Regions from separate parts of the Mus musculus genome. Here region 1 is linked to region 2. The links are chromatin contacts, called in public HiChIP or PLAC-seq maps. All regions are on one chromosome and are shown on one strand. The core of a region is the stretch at or near the end of the contact, and the rest is flanking DNA. Distances in the headings are between cores, read along the strand shown.

Evidence for each region. HiChIP or PLAC-seq counts read pairs in DNA pulled down with a chosen protein or histone mark.
Region 1: a contact with region 2 is called in an H3K4me3 HiChIP or PLAC-seq map of bone marrow-derived macrophages, with 2.6 times the contacts expected there. The contact joins the enhancer-like site here to the promoter of Bag1 in region 2. A contact is called at or near these places in 3 of 39 promoter capture datasets (cranial neural crest, frontonasal cranial neural crest and liver), 1 of 484 Hi-C or Micro-C datasets (CD4 T cells), 4 of 115 datasets of contacts at active chromatin or transcription factors (bone marrow-derived macrophages, effector CD8 T cells, embryonic limb bud and 1 more) and 1 of 9 other capture datasets (embryonic stem cells).

The regions. Positions count from the first base shown.
Region 1 is chr4:41,291,355-41,297,378 of GRCm38.p6, forward strand. Dcaf12 (DDB1 and CUL4 associated factor 12) reads right to left here. Exons shown (of 9, transcript NM_026893.3): 7 at 4,957-5,119; 8 at 2,579-2,757; 9 at 1-1,860. The coding sequence ends at 1,702. Among named protein-coding and RNA genes, the nearest start is that of Gm42273, 9.2 kb to the left of the region's middle. Within about 2 kb of position 4,372, at least 32 of the 459 cell types and tissues checked have an H3K27ac peak or open chromatin away from gene starts, as enhancers often do. A contact at or near this core is called in bone marrow-derived macrophages, where this site is marked.
Region 2 is chr4:40,945,520-40,951,570 of GRCm38.p6, forward strand. It overlaps Bag1 (BCL2-associated athanogene 1), which reads right to left and starts at 2,775. Exons shown (of 7, transcript NM_001171739.1): 1 at 2,203-2,775; 2 at 650-778. The coding sequence starts at 2,275. It overlaps Chmp5 (charged multivesicular body protein 5), which reads left to right and starts at 3,034. Exons shown (of 8, transcript NM_029814.1): 1 at 3,034-3,157; 2 at 3,935-4,039; 3 at 4,995-5,041. The coding sequence starts at 3,089.

The DNA of each region.
Region 1 (6,024 bases), core at 3,122-5,621, 350 kb after region 2:
TTAAAAACAGAAAATCTCAAGACAATCAAAAGCATCACAGGAGACGGACTGGCAATGGCACAAAACATCCTACAAGAGTTTTGTTTACTTAAACACACAAGTCAGTTTAAAAAGACAGAAGTTCTGTGAGAACTAAGACATCTACAGCCTGTAGTTTAAGAATAGAAAAAAATTAAGACAAAAGATTCACAGCATCCAGCATTTTGCTTAATTTCCTGTTGATAGCACCTATTTCTCTAGATTATAGGATGATTATTCTAAAACCTGTGGAGGATGCTGTGTCCTACGGTGGGCCTGCCGCTTCCCTCCCCAGCAGCCCCAGCCATTATGAGAATACTCATTTGACACAAAGAGAGCATGGAAGAACTGGGGAGCAACTGAGAAACTGGGTGCAGGTGTATGACTGCATTTCTCAGGCAGCACTGTGTGTCTCAGGGTACTAGGGTGGGGAGAGCTTCCTTTCCACATGATGTTCGGAAGACAACAACTGGCTTGCAAGTTAAAAACAAAAACAACAACAAAAAACTCTTCACACTAAATAGTTTGAGAGAAACAAGCAAATTACCAATCACAGCTACACTGTCACATGCAGCGATGCTGGCACAGCCACCTGTCACTACCCTAGGAATGAGCCAACAGAGCAGGACAGTGACTTCCAACACTAAGCCCTGCTGCACTGAGAACAGATCCCACACACAAAGCACTCGCTACAAACCACACCTTCCTGGACAGACAAATTAGAAAATACCAGCAAAACCCCAAGAATGGAAAAGTTCCTCCTCCAAGTCATGAGCAGTAAGCACACAAGCTCGAGACTGCCTGCTCTCGGTCAGATCAGACCCTGTCAGAGGCAGGAGGCTGGGGAGAGGATTGTCTTTATCTAGGCTGTGATGTGGCCTGCAGTCCCCAGTCTGGGCGAGCAGACAGGAGGTCGGGAGTGGAAGTAACACACACATGGGCATTCCTGCGTGGGTGGAAGGACAGGTAGGCCTGGACAGTTTGGAGTCCTGGGATGCAGCCTCCCCTCCCATCCGGCTTCTCTAACTCAAGGGTTTTCCTGGTGTGTCTGTTTCTCTTCCTACAATGTCGGACCTTAAAGAAGATACAGGCTAGTCCCAAAGCTGGACTCTGAGTAAAGTTGTTTCTTTTATAAATACTTTAATTACAGATAATCCTCATTCCAAGTAGTATCAGTGATGCAGTACCAGCAGGCACACAAGTTCACACACACAAACGCACACAGACACACAGACAGACACACACACACACACGCACACAAAGGCTCCCACACTTTCACAGAAAGTCGGACAGCCACCACACGATTATAAAGGGGCCCTACCTCAGTGAAGTAAGGGTAAGAATGACTTTGTCATTTCAGTGTAAAGAAGCCAGAGGAAGGAGAGGAAAAAATAAAAAGGGATTGTAACAGTGTTTGCTTTAAAAAGCAGAAAAGGGAAAAGTAAAATTCTAATTACTGCAAAGTGAAAACAAACAAAAAACCCAGAACAACAAGCCACCAACTGACGTAGAACGTCCCAGCTTTTGGATTTCTGCATAGAGCCTCTTCCTAGTAACTGCCTGACCCACAAGCAAACTCTGTTTGCATAGACAGGAGAGCCTTCCACAGCTAGGGAAATCAAACAAGGAAACTGAGGGTGGAAGTTAGTGTAAATCTGCATTTTGGGAGAAAGTTAGTTGTCATTAACTCCACAGTCCAGCATAGTTTCCGTGGAGCCCAGAAGGGAGGGGGCCCCCTGCCACAAAGAGTTTCGTTCCGGACGAGTCGTAGCAGTGGGTGTAAACAGCATTGGGGAAGAAGTCAATGTCCGAAAAGTAATTCCTCCAGGTTTCATCATGATTCTGTGGGAAGATGAGGAGACGGTTAGTACCTCTAGGAAAGAGTAAGAAGGGACAGGGAGGCCTTCTGGTCTCTGCCAAAGGCAGGAGGTCTATCACCCGCCATCACACAACTGGTTCTCAAGGAAACGGGCCTCATTTTTACCAGATAAAGAATTGTTACATGAGCTCTTGCTTTCTTGCTCCCCCTCTGTCCCCTCACCCCCCCGCCACGTGTTCATGGCCGGCCTCTACTCCTCTACTCTCTCTTTCTCTGCCTCTATACCCTCTTAACTCCCCTCCCCATGCCCTTAATAAACTCTAGTCTATACTTAAAGAAAAAAAAAAAAAAGAATTGTTACATGAAAGCAAGTCTTCCCAAGACAGCTTTTCCGAGTCAGCCTTGTTAATGATAACTCACTGGCAGCAATGGCAGACAGTTCCTTAGCCTTCCTGCTCTGCTGTCACCTGGAGAAAATCTGAGGCACCAGCATATTTTTCTAGGCCTTTCACTTTTTTGCCACCCTCCTCCTCCAGTTTACAGAGAGCCGAGATTACAAACATCTGCCCCACCACCTTCCTCCTCCCCTGGAGCCAGTGTGCAGACACAAAGGCAAAGTCAGGGACGGAGCCTTTCTCTGCTCTACGGAATGCCAACAGCAAAAAATCGAGGAGGGAAGACTGGAGGGTAGACAATCCCTCCCTGAAACGCAACCATCCTCTCAGGTCTGGGCTTACTCACCAGCCAGCCCCTGCCAGTAGTTAGTTTCAGATTCTCCCCTGCGAGTCTGGGCTTGGACCCATAACAAGCTGAGAGCCTCTCTTCCAAAAATCTTTGAGCTCGGATGTCATAGAACAGCAGGGAGCCCTGCCCTGTGCCCACAGTGATAATGTGTTCATAGAAGCTCACTGATCGAATCCCTGAGAAAGAAAAACACAGAGCAATTAGAGGGTGTACACCCGAAATGTCAGATGGCACTGTGCCAATGGTTAAGCAGAACTCTCTGCTAATGAGCCAGATTACTGGGAAAATCTACATTGTTTTGTGCCAAAGAACATAAGTGTGTCTGGGTTCTTGGTGCTATGCCTCCAATAGCACTGGCATCACCTTTCACAACTATTAGCTCTTCTCCATTACATTACGTACACTGTAGCTCACTATTCTCTTCATATTACCAGCATGACAGGACTGTTATTTACAACAAGTTACCATCTTCTTTGGATGAAAGGGAAAATACACCTGCTGTACCTGTGGATTAAGTACAATGGATACAGGAGCCTCCTGACATCTGTGTGGAGCTAGGGACTTTTGTGAACTAGTATTTCTTTACCCAAACTACATCCATTAATAGTAACCAAAACGTTTTAGAAGCCAGGCATGATGGTGTACGCTTTTTTTTTTTGTTGTTTTTTTGTTTTTGTTTTTTGAGACAGGGTTTCTCTGTGTAGCCCTGGCTGACCTGGAACTCACTCTGTAGACCAGGCTGCCTCGAACTCAGAAATCCGCCTGCCTCTGCCTCCCAAGTGCTGGGATTAAAGGCGTGTGCCACCAAACCCGGCTGGTGTATGCTTTTAATCCCAGTCCTGGGGAGGCACATCTCTGTGAATTCAAGGCTAGTCTGGTCCACACACCAAAATCCAGGCTAGCCAAGGATGCCTACTGAGACCTTGTCTCAAAAACAAAACAATTATAATGATGATGGTAATAAAAATAAAACCTTTTAAAACTTTTCACTGTACACCATTATGCAGCCCCAGATTTCAATATATCCGCTGTTCTCTGGCATAAAATATACATATGTTGACCACTTAAAGGGCTCTGGCTACCAAGCAACCACCCGACTTTGATTCCTGTGACTCCTTTGAAGGAGAGAACCAATGCCTTTCAATCAGCAGCATGGTACCCGCCTTCCATAGCAATACTCGGGGAAAACAAACACTGCCGCCACCAACAAACCCAAAAACTGCTTTTGTGTTATCTACACAGAAATAACACTTTTAGAAAAAGAGGCTACACTGTAACCCCTAATGTTCCTTCCAAGACTCCCAGGATAACTACAGGTTTGTTTTTTTATTTTATTTTATTTTTTTTGGTTTTTCGAGACAGGGTTTCTCTGTGTAGCCGTGGCTGTCCTGGACCTCACTCTGTAGACCAGGCTGGCCTCGAACTCAGAAATCCACCTGCCTCTGCCTCCCCACGCCCGGCTAGCTACAGTTTTTGATATGAGAAAGGGGAGAGAAAAAGAAAAAAAGCAACTTTAGATTGGCCGGTCTTCAGACCTTCACGGCTCCTGGATCTGGTAACTTACCTAAGCACTGTGGTTCAGTCTCACAGCACAGCCCTGTTTGATGAGCCTGGAATTTACTGTAGAGACTAGGCTAGCCTCTTCCTATCTGCCTCCTAATGCTGGGATTAAAGGCGTGCGCCACCACGCCCCGCTGCTGTGAGCATTTCATATGGGAACTGGAGCCTGCACTCAGGGCCTCCGAGTCAGCAGTCTTAACCACTCACTCGTCTCATCTGCTTTCTTACACAGGATTCTTGGAGGGAGAAAATGAGTCATCAGAACAAAGGACTCTGAAGCCTTAGAGACAACAGCAGCACAAGTCTTCCACAGAGGAAGGTGAGCGACGGCCCTTAGAATACGAAATCTGGGCAGAGGCTGGGAACGGGTGCAGCTCAGAGGCAGGCCATTTGCACGCAAGCAGATTCCCCACTTACTCCTCAGAACAAAACAAGCATTTTCTTTGGCTTCTCGAGGTATAATTGTCAAACCGTACACTGTACATAGTTATCATCACATCCAAAAGTGATCTCACGCTCTTCTGATTCTCCACCCCGCACCAATCCAGTGTTACTCAGTTTGGAAGAACGTTAGCTCAGGCTAGTTCTGGAGGACTAGTGCTCACTGCTTATCTCCTCACAGTGGTTTGAACCAAAGGTTTCTACAGCCTGGACACTCTGTTGCCACAGGTAACTAAGTTCCTCTATTCTGTTACCAAATACTTCTAAGTGTTACACAGGAGTCCCTGATCTTGTTTGCAAATCTAAGAAGAAACAAAAAGGTGAAAACCCATTTCAATGTAGCTATAAGCCTGCAGGAACACATAGGGACTTACCACTGCCTCGTTCCCTGGAGCAGACAGACTTGACGTTGTACGATGGCTGCCGTGGATCCAAGAAGGAGACATGCGCTTGAGAGCCCACTGCATACACTGACCACTCACTACCATAGGCCAGACACACGTTTTCTCGACAATATGGCAATTTGGTGGAAAGGAGCTGAATAGAGAAGATACACACATTCACGATAACATAAAATGGGCACTGCTCTTGTGTTCCTTCATCTGTAGGCTTCCTTTACACACAAACTACCTAAGTCAGGGACAAGACAAAGCCTAGTAAACTAGTAACTTCTGGGTTAGGGGAAAGGGAAAACAGGAATCAAATTATCAGAATGCCAGGAAAAGCCAAGAACTGTAGTTTATTTCTATGACTGAGCCCTCTGTAAGCCAGAGAGAGTATACTCCATCCCAGGTAAACTGAGGCAGCCTTCATCTTTGATCCTTGAGGACTAGAAAGTCTAGTCTCTGCCTGCAAGCCTACTGGAGCGCAAAGCTGCCGTGACACAGGAGACTGTCAATTCCCTGAGCCTTATCTCCTCCCAACAAAAAGCTTATTACAGATGTTATAAGTAGCACAGGCAAGACGTGAAGAAGACTTTACTGTACAAAAACGTTGCTAGCAAGTATTATAAATAAATCTTTTTTTTTTTAACTGTGCTGTTGCAATCTCGGGTCTCATTAAAAGACTTTCCTGGGCTGGTGAGATGGCTCAATGGGTAAGAGCACTGACTGCTCTTCCAAAGGTCCTGAGTTCAAATCCCAGCAACCACATGGTGGCTCACAACCACACGTAATGAGATCTGATGCCCTCTTCTGGTGTGTCTGATGATAGCTACAGTGCACTCATATATGTAAAATAAACAAATCTTAAACAAACAAACAAACAAACAAAACCCCAAAACCATTGGGGTGGCACCTGACATTTGTAATCTGAGCATCTGGGAGGCTGAGGCAGGAAGATCACTGGTTTGAGGGCAGCCTGGATTATAGAATTCCAGTCTAGCTTTGCTAACATAGTATGACCTCATCAACACAAAAACCCAAACTGAGTATAGTGGTGTA
Region 2 (6,051 bases), core at 1,525-4,024:
GACCACCACTCTCCCACCCAGGGGAAAAAAGGCAAAGATCTCTCTCTCTGTCAATCTAAATCTTAGCAATTCTGTCTGTCATTATGTTACTTCAAATCCAGATATTTTCAAAGTCTAGTGTAGACTGGTCCCTTAATATTTGTTAAATAAAGAAATGAAAGAAAATGGTTCTGGCTTGAAAACTGAAAGATGGGGGCTGGAAAACTGGCTCCGTGGTTAAGAGCACTTGTTCTTGCAGAGGATCTGGGTGCAGGTTCCAGCACTCACATGGTGACACACAGCCCTCTATTAACTCCAATTCCAGAGGAGTTGACATCTTCTCCTGACCTTCGGGGACACTGCACACACACACGCGGTACACAAACACATAAGCAGGCAACACATCCATCCACACACAGAAAACTCAAAAGTCAGGGAAGACCAGGCAGTTTTAAAATCTGCCCTTGCCGGGAAGGGACTTTAATCCCGGCACTCAGGCGCCTGATGCGCAGGAGGATCCCTGTGAGTTCAAGGCCAGCCTGGTCTATATAGTGAGTTCTAGGACAGCCAGGGCTACACAGAGGGACCTTGTCATGAAGAAAAAAAAACCCTAGTAAATAAAGTAAATCTTTTAGCCATAAGTACTCAAAGATGAATGAAAACCACTTACCCTTAAATATGAGCTTCTGAAAAGGTAGTGGAACTCCTGTGGCCTCTTCAACAAGCTGAGCCAAGTCTTGGACAACTGGCTCACTGTTACCTTGCTGTGGGGTAACAAGAAGGTCATACCTCTCATTGCCTGGAGAAAGAAAAGCATTCAATGAGCATTCATCAACCTAACTCTAAGCTGATGTTTTCTTATGGAGCTGAGATTGAATTCAGCTAGGTAGAAGATGCTGGTCACACGTTCAGAAGCTTATAATGGGAACGGGCATGTTCTGCTGAGAAGGCCTGACTCTGGAGAGGAGAGCTCGGTTGTGCTGGGAATCCAGGGGTTGTCAGGCTGCTCAGGGTAGGGTCACACTTGCATCTATCCATACGCTACCCATTACAAAGCTTGTCTTGAGGATTTGTTTCCTCTAACATAAAAAAAAAAAAACTATTTTAACGATGGCTGATATCTTAAGCAATTATACAGAATAAACGGTACAAGACTTGTTCTATGCACTATCTCAAAACCTCAGGACACCATTAGAAAACAGCTATCAGTCTAATTAAGACTCGCTCGGGGAAACCTTCAACTGCTGACTCAGAATTTGACCTTGCATCCAGCTTTGCATCAAAGCCCACACTTTTCTATCACAAGTTGCCTGCCTCATGTGTGGCATGGCTGTCCTATTGTCTCTATGGCATTGGTCTTGTTTTCCCTGATGTCACCAGCAAGGGACTGTTTTCCTCCAAGTCTTTCATACTGGGTACACCTATGTACACCATAGTTAATGGTTAGTTAGCAAAGACAAACAAACGAAACCAATCCAACAACAGAGAGGTTTTTTCTTTTGTTTTAAAACAGGTACTCAATCTTTTCTAAGTAAGTGGAGTTCAAATCCACCTTTAGATTGCGCTCCCAACCAGTCAAGAGTCAGAAGGAGTCCTAGTTCCTATTTGTGCCTCACAGATCAGACATCAAGAGGCCTTTGGGGGGGTGGGGGTGGGGATTCATCTCAAAGTTTCATAAAACTGCTGGATATAGAGCCATGGTTTAGGTAGCAAAGTTTGTTGTTAGTCTTTCCTAACTGATTCTAAGGAAATGTCATGGCTTCAGCTTTCTCGTGTACTTCCCAAGGTTTTTAGTTCTGTGTTGATGTAACCAGATGTCCAGAAAGTAACTCTTGGACTCACGGCCCATTGAACCTGCGGTTCTATGACATCCAACAAAAACACTACTCAGTAAATAAGGAACAGCGGGATCACGCACCAAGTTCGTACTCTTTACACTGGTGGATGTCCAGAACCACGGAAGTTCTACACACAAGAAGGCCTAATATAAGCCTGACACAAAGACCCACGATTACTAGCGTTACACACTCAACTTTGCTTCCAAATAGAGGATCCAATAAGTGTCCAGGGACCGGCCACAGGGAAAGATGTCCTGACACCAGCCCTAAGCAAAAACATCCCCAAATATATATAGCCAAGAACCCATGTTTCTTTCTCCCAAGACTACATGTGGCCAAACCCACATATCCCAACCCGATCTACGGAACCCTCCTTGGCGCTCACTGTGGGTGACGATCACGCTGAGTCTGGGTGTTTCCATTTCCTCCGTCTGGACCATCTCCTCGGTCTTGGCCATGTTGTCGGTCTGGGTCACCTCTTCTGCCACAGTTACTTCCTCGGTTTGGGTCGCCTCCTCGATCTTGGTCACCTCCTCTACCTGGGTCCCGGTCACGTTCTTGCTACGGGTCACTTTCTTACTTCTAGTCAACTCCCTGCTGCTGCTCCCTACCTTCTCGCTCTGAGAAGAGCGGGGCCGGACTTTCTTCTTCACCCGCGGCTTGCAGGCGCCGGCGGCGGCGCCCCTGGTGGATCGGTCATGCCCGCTGGCTGCACTGCGCACAGAGGAACGCTGAGAGGGAGGCAAGCCCCGCTCGGCCCGGGACTCCGACTGGCGCGGCTCCCGGGCAGGCCGAGGGGCGCGCAGCCTGGGTCCCAGCGGCTCCCGGTCGCCTCGCGGTCGCCGCGCGGCGCTGCGACCCGCCAGGCCGCGTTTGTTCACAGCGCAGCGGTGGCTACCGGGCGCGCAGCCTTGCAACCCCGCCCCACTACTCACCAGTTCCGCCCCATCTACTCGCCACGCCCTCGGAACTGACCCTGCTTCAGGCCCCGCCCTATCCGCCCAGCCGCGTCTAAGCCCCACCCACTCCGCCAAGGCACCGCCCTATCCCTCCTCATAAGCCCCTCCTTCAGAAGTCTTTCCACCTCTCCCAGAGCTCCGCGCTCCTTCTCCGGAAGGAGGAGCTGAAAACACGGAAAAGGGATCGGGAGACTCGGGCGAGCACTCTGCGCCTGCGCATGGGGTGGGGGAAGCCGGAAATTGACACCAGAGCGACTACGCTTCCGTTTCTGGTTTTCCTCCAGTGTTTGGGTTTCCTCGCAGCCGGCCAAGATGAACCGATTCTTCGGAAAAGCGAAACCCAAGGCTCCGCCACCTAGCTTGACGGACTGCATTGGGACGGTGGGCATTTGACTTTGCATACCTCTGACACTCCGACCCGTCCATCCCGAATTCGTACTCCACCCCATTCCTGGTTCGGGCCCATTAAACCTGAGTCTTCTTCATCCCCACCCCTTTCATCCCTGTTTTCCAGGTCATTCCTGACCCCAGAGACCAGACAGTCTAATCTCATCATTCTTTCGCCCTTACTGCACTTAGCTCTTTCCGATGCCCACTGTGCCCCACCCCTTCTTCCTCGCTTTGGTTCCCACATTCCAACCTACGTACCCTATGTCACTACACCCCACTTTGTCTAACCTGGCCTTTTAAAAACCCTTTTTCACTCTTCTCCCCTTACCCATGTCAGGGTTAACATATCTGTACCTTAGTCCTGGGTCTGAGTAGCATAGAATTCTGAATCTTGGCCCTTCCAGATTAAACCTGATCTCGGAAATGGTTTTAGATCTCATCTTAGCCTGTGTTGATTGGTTCATTCCACGCACGTTCATGCAGAGTCCCAAACTGACTATTCTCCTACTTGGGAAATCTCAGCCAGCGGAGAGAATCCCAAATCGTTTTCCTCAAGAGAGGGCTGCTATATCAGAATCTAGGAGGTGGGAGAGAGTTTATGAAAGCCCTCCAATGGTTCGGGCTGGAATTCCCCACCCTTAAGAAAAACCCTATTTTCTGCCCTTTGCTATATTGTTCCTTTTTTCTTTTGCATATCCCTCTCTTTCTGCCCCTTTCCATGTAAACATATTACAATAATTACCACTGCATGTGATGTTTTCTTCCAAGGTGGATAGCAGGGCAGAATCCATTGACAAAAAGATTTCCCGGCTGGATGCTGAACTAGTGAAATATAAGGATCAAATCAAGAAGATGAGAGAGGGTCCTGCTAAGGTAAGGCTGGTGACAACTGTTGTAGGAAGTACTGTGAAGGGACTGACTGGTGAAGGATACAAGAAAAATACACGAAATCTGGTAAAGAGAAGCTACTTGTGAGGACCTGTTCTTCAGGGAACAGAAGCTACAGCCATATACAAGAGGGAGGCTGGGTTTTAATGTGGTAGGTAGAAGATGCTGATGACATGTAATGGGAATTGGCATGCTCTGCTGAGAAGGTCTGACTCTGAAGAGGAGAGCTGGTTGTGCTCAGAATCCGGGTGTTGTCTGGCTACTCAGGTTAGACTAGATATGGCGTGTAAGATCAGTGTTCTGATACTAACACTACTTAATAGGCTATGGGTGTATAGGTATCTTTTTTTTTCATAACTTTATAACTTTTTAACAGTATGAACCAGGATATCACTCAGCTTCAATTTTCTCATCTGTTAAATGAAGATAATATATACTAATGTGTGAGGATTAAATAACAAGTCACCTACATGGCATTATATCTAGAATATCGTAGTAGTTGATGAATTTGCGTGAAGAACCAACAGAGGGATCAAAGGTTGATGTAGAGGTTCCCAGATTCTGAAAGCGGGAGGCTGGTGGGCTGTTGTAAATGGCTTCTAACATGAGGACATGATAGCGGATGAACGTGTTGTATTTAAATGGAAAGCAACTGGATATACACAGTGCGCTCTGTTGGGGCTGGAAGTGGAAGTACAATGCCTAGGGAGAGGAAGAGGAATTGAAGATACAGAGCATGGGTTGCAAAGGGCGCTAAGATGTACCAGCTGGGCATTAGAATTATCTGTGCTCGAAGCTTGAAGAGGAAGAGTAGAGTCAAGGAGCCTCCACATCTGCCATCTTGCAGAAGAAACATGTAGGTGCAGGAGTGTGAGCATAGGGGAGACTTCTTGTGCCATCTGCGTTCCCTTCTTTTAATTAAGTCTGTTTTTCTCCTCAGAACATGGTCAAACAGAAAGCCCTGAGAGTTTTAAAGCAAAAGCGGATGTAAGTCATATGCTTCATCTCCCTCCTAAGAAATCAGAAAGTGAAGAGGCCTTCCATTCCTTCCGGCTTTCATTTCTTCTCAGTAGTCTTGATTTCATTACAAATGTGCAAAAGCTTCCAATGTTCCGAGTTACTACCTAAGCTTCAGCAGCCACGTGGGATCACTTTGGCTGGCAAGGTCGAGATGGTTTGGGTCTCCTGTGGTTGAGTTAGGATGAGTGTTTCGGTTTTGTTTGTAAAGTTAGGAGTGCTAAATATTCATTCTCTCTCACCAGAATAAATGTGAAGGTTCACAATTTATTTTCAATTACTATGTCCCAGTGTTTGTGCGAAACCCCAGTTTATCTGTGGTGCTCACCCATGTGGTCTGCTCAGCCTATGAGATCATCCATGGAGTTGTAGACTCGAGGCATAATCAGCTTGTAGGAAACCAGGAAAAGTGTGATGGCTTTGTTTCAATTTTAAAATGACTTTGTAACAGTCAGATGCTGTCTTCCATTTTTAAAAAATACATTAAAATCACATTGGAAAAAAAAACCTAATAATACCTAGAATGGCCAGCATGTATTACAACTGTTGCCTTCTTGGTGGCAATTGGTTTTAAAGTATTTTGGTTTTCTTGTGGAAGGAATTTGGCTTTGATGGCCTGGACCTGTTATCCTAGCATTTGGGAGGTAGAGGACCCGGAACCTATGAGCATTGACTACATAGAGAAATCAAGACTAGCCTTGGCTACATAAGACCCTGTCTCAAATAAATAAATAAACCAAGCAGGGTGGCACACAACCTGTAGACCTAGCACTTGGTATATGGAGGCAAGAACATCAGGGGTTCAAAGCTACCCTGGGCTAGTAAATTCTAGAGTAACTTGGGCTACATGAATCCCTGCCTCAAAAATAAATAAATAAATGGAATGTAGATTTATTGCAGAAACTTGGAACATATATCAAACAGAGGTAAAGAAAATTTATCTAGATTCTTAGGAAACTGAAATTATGTGTCTTTTATAT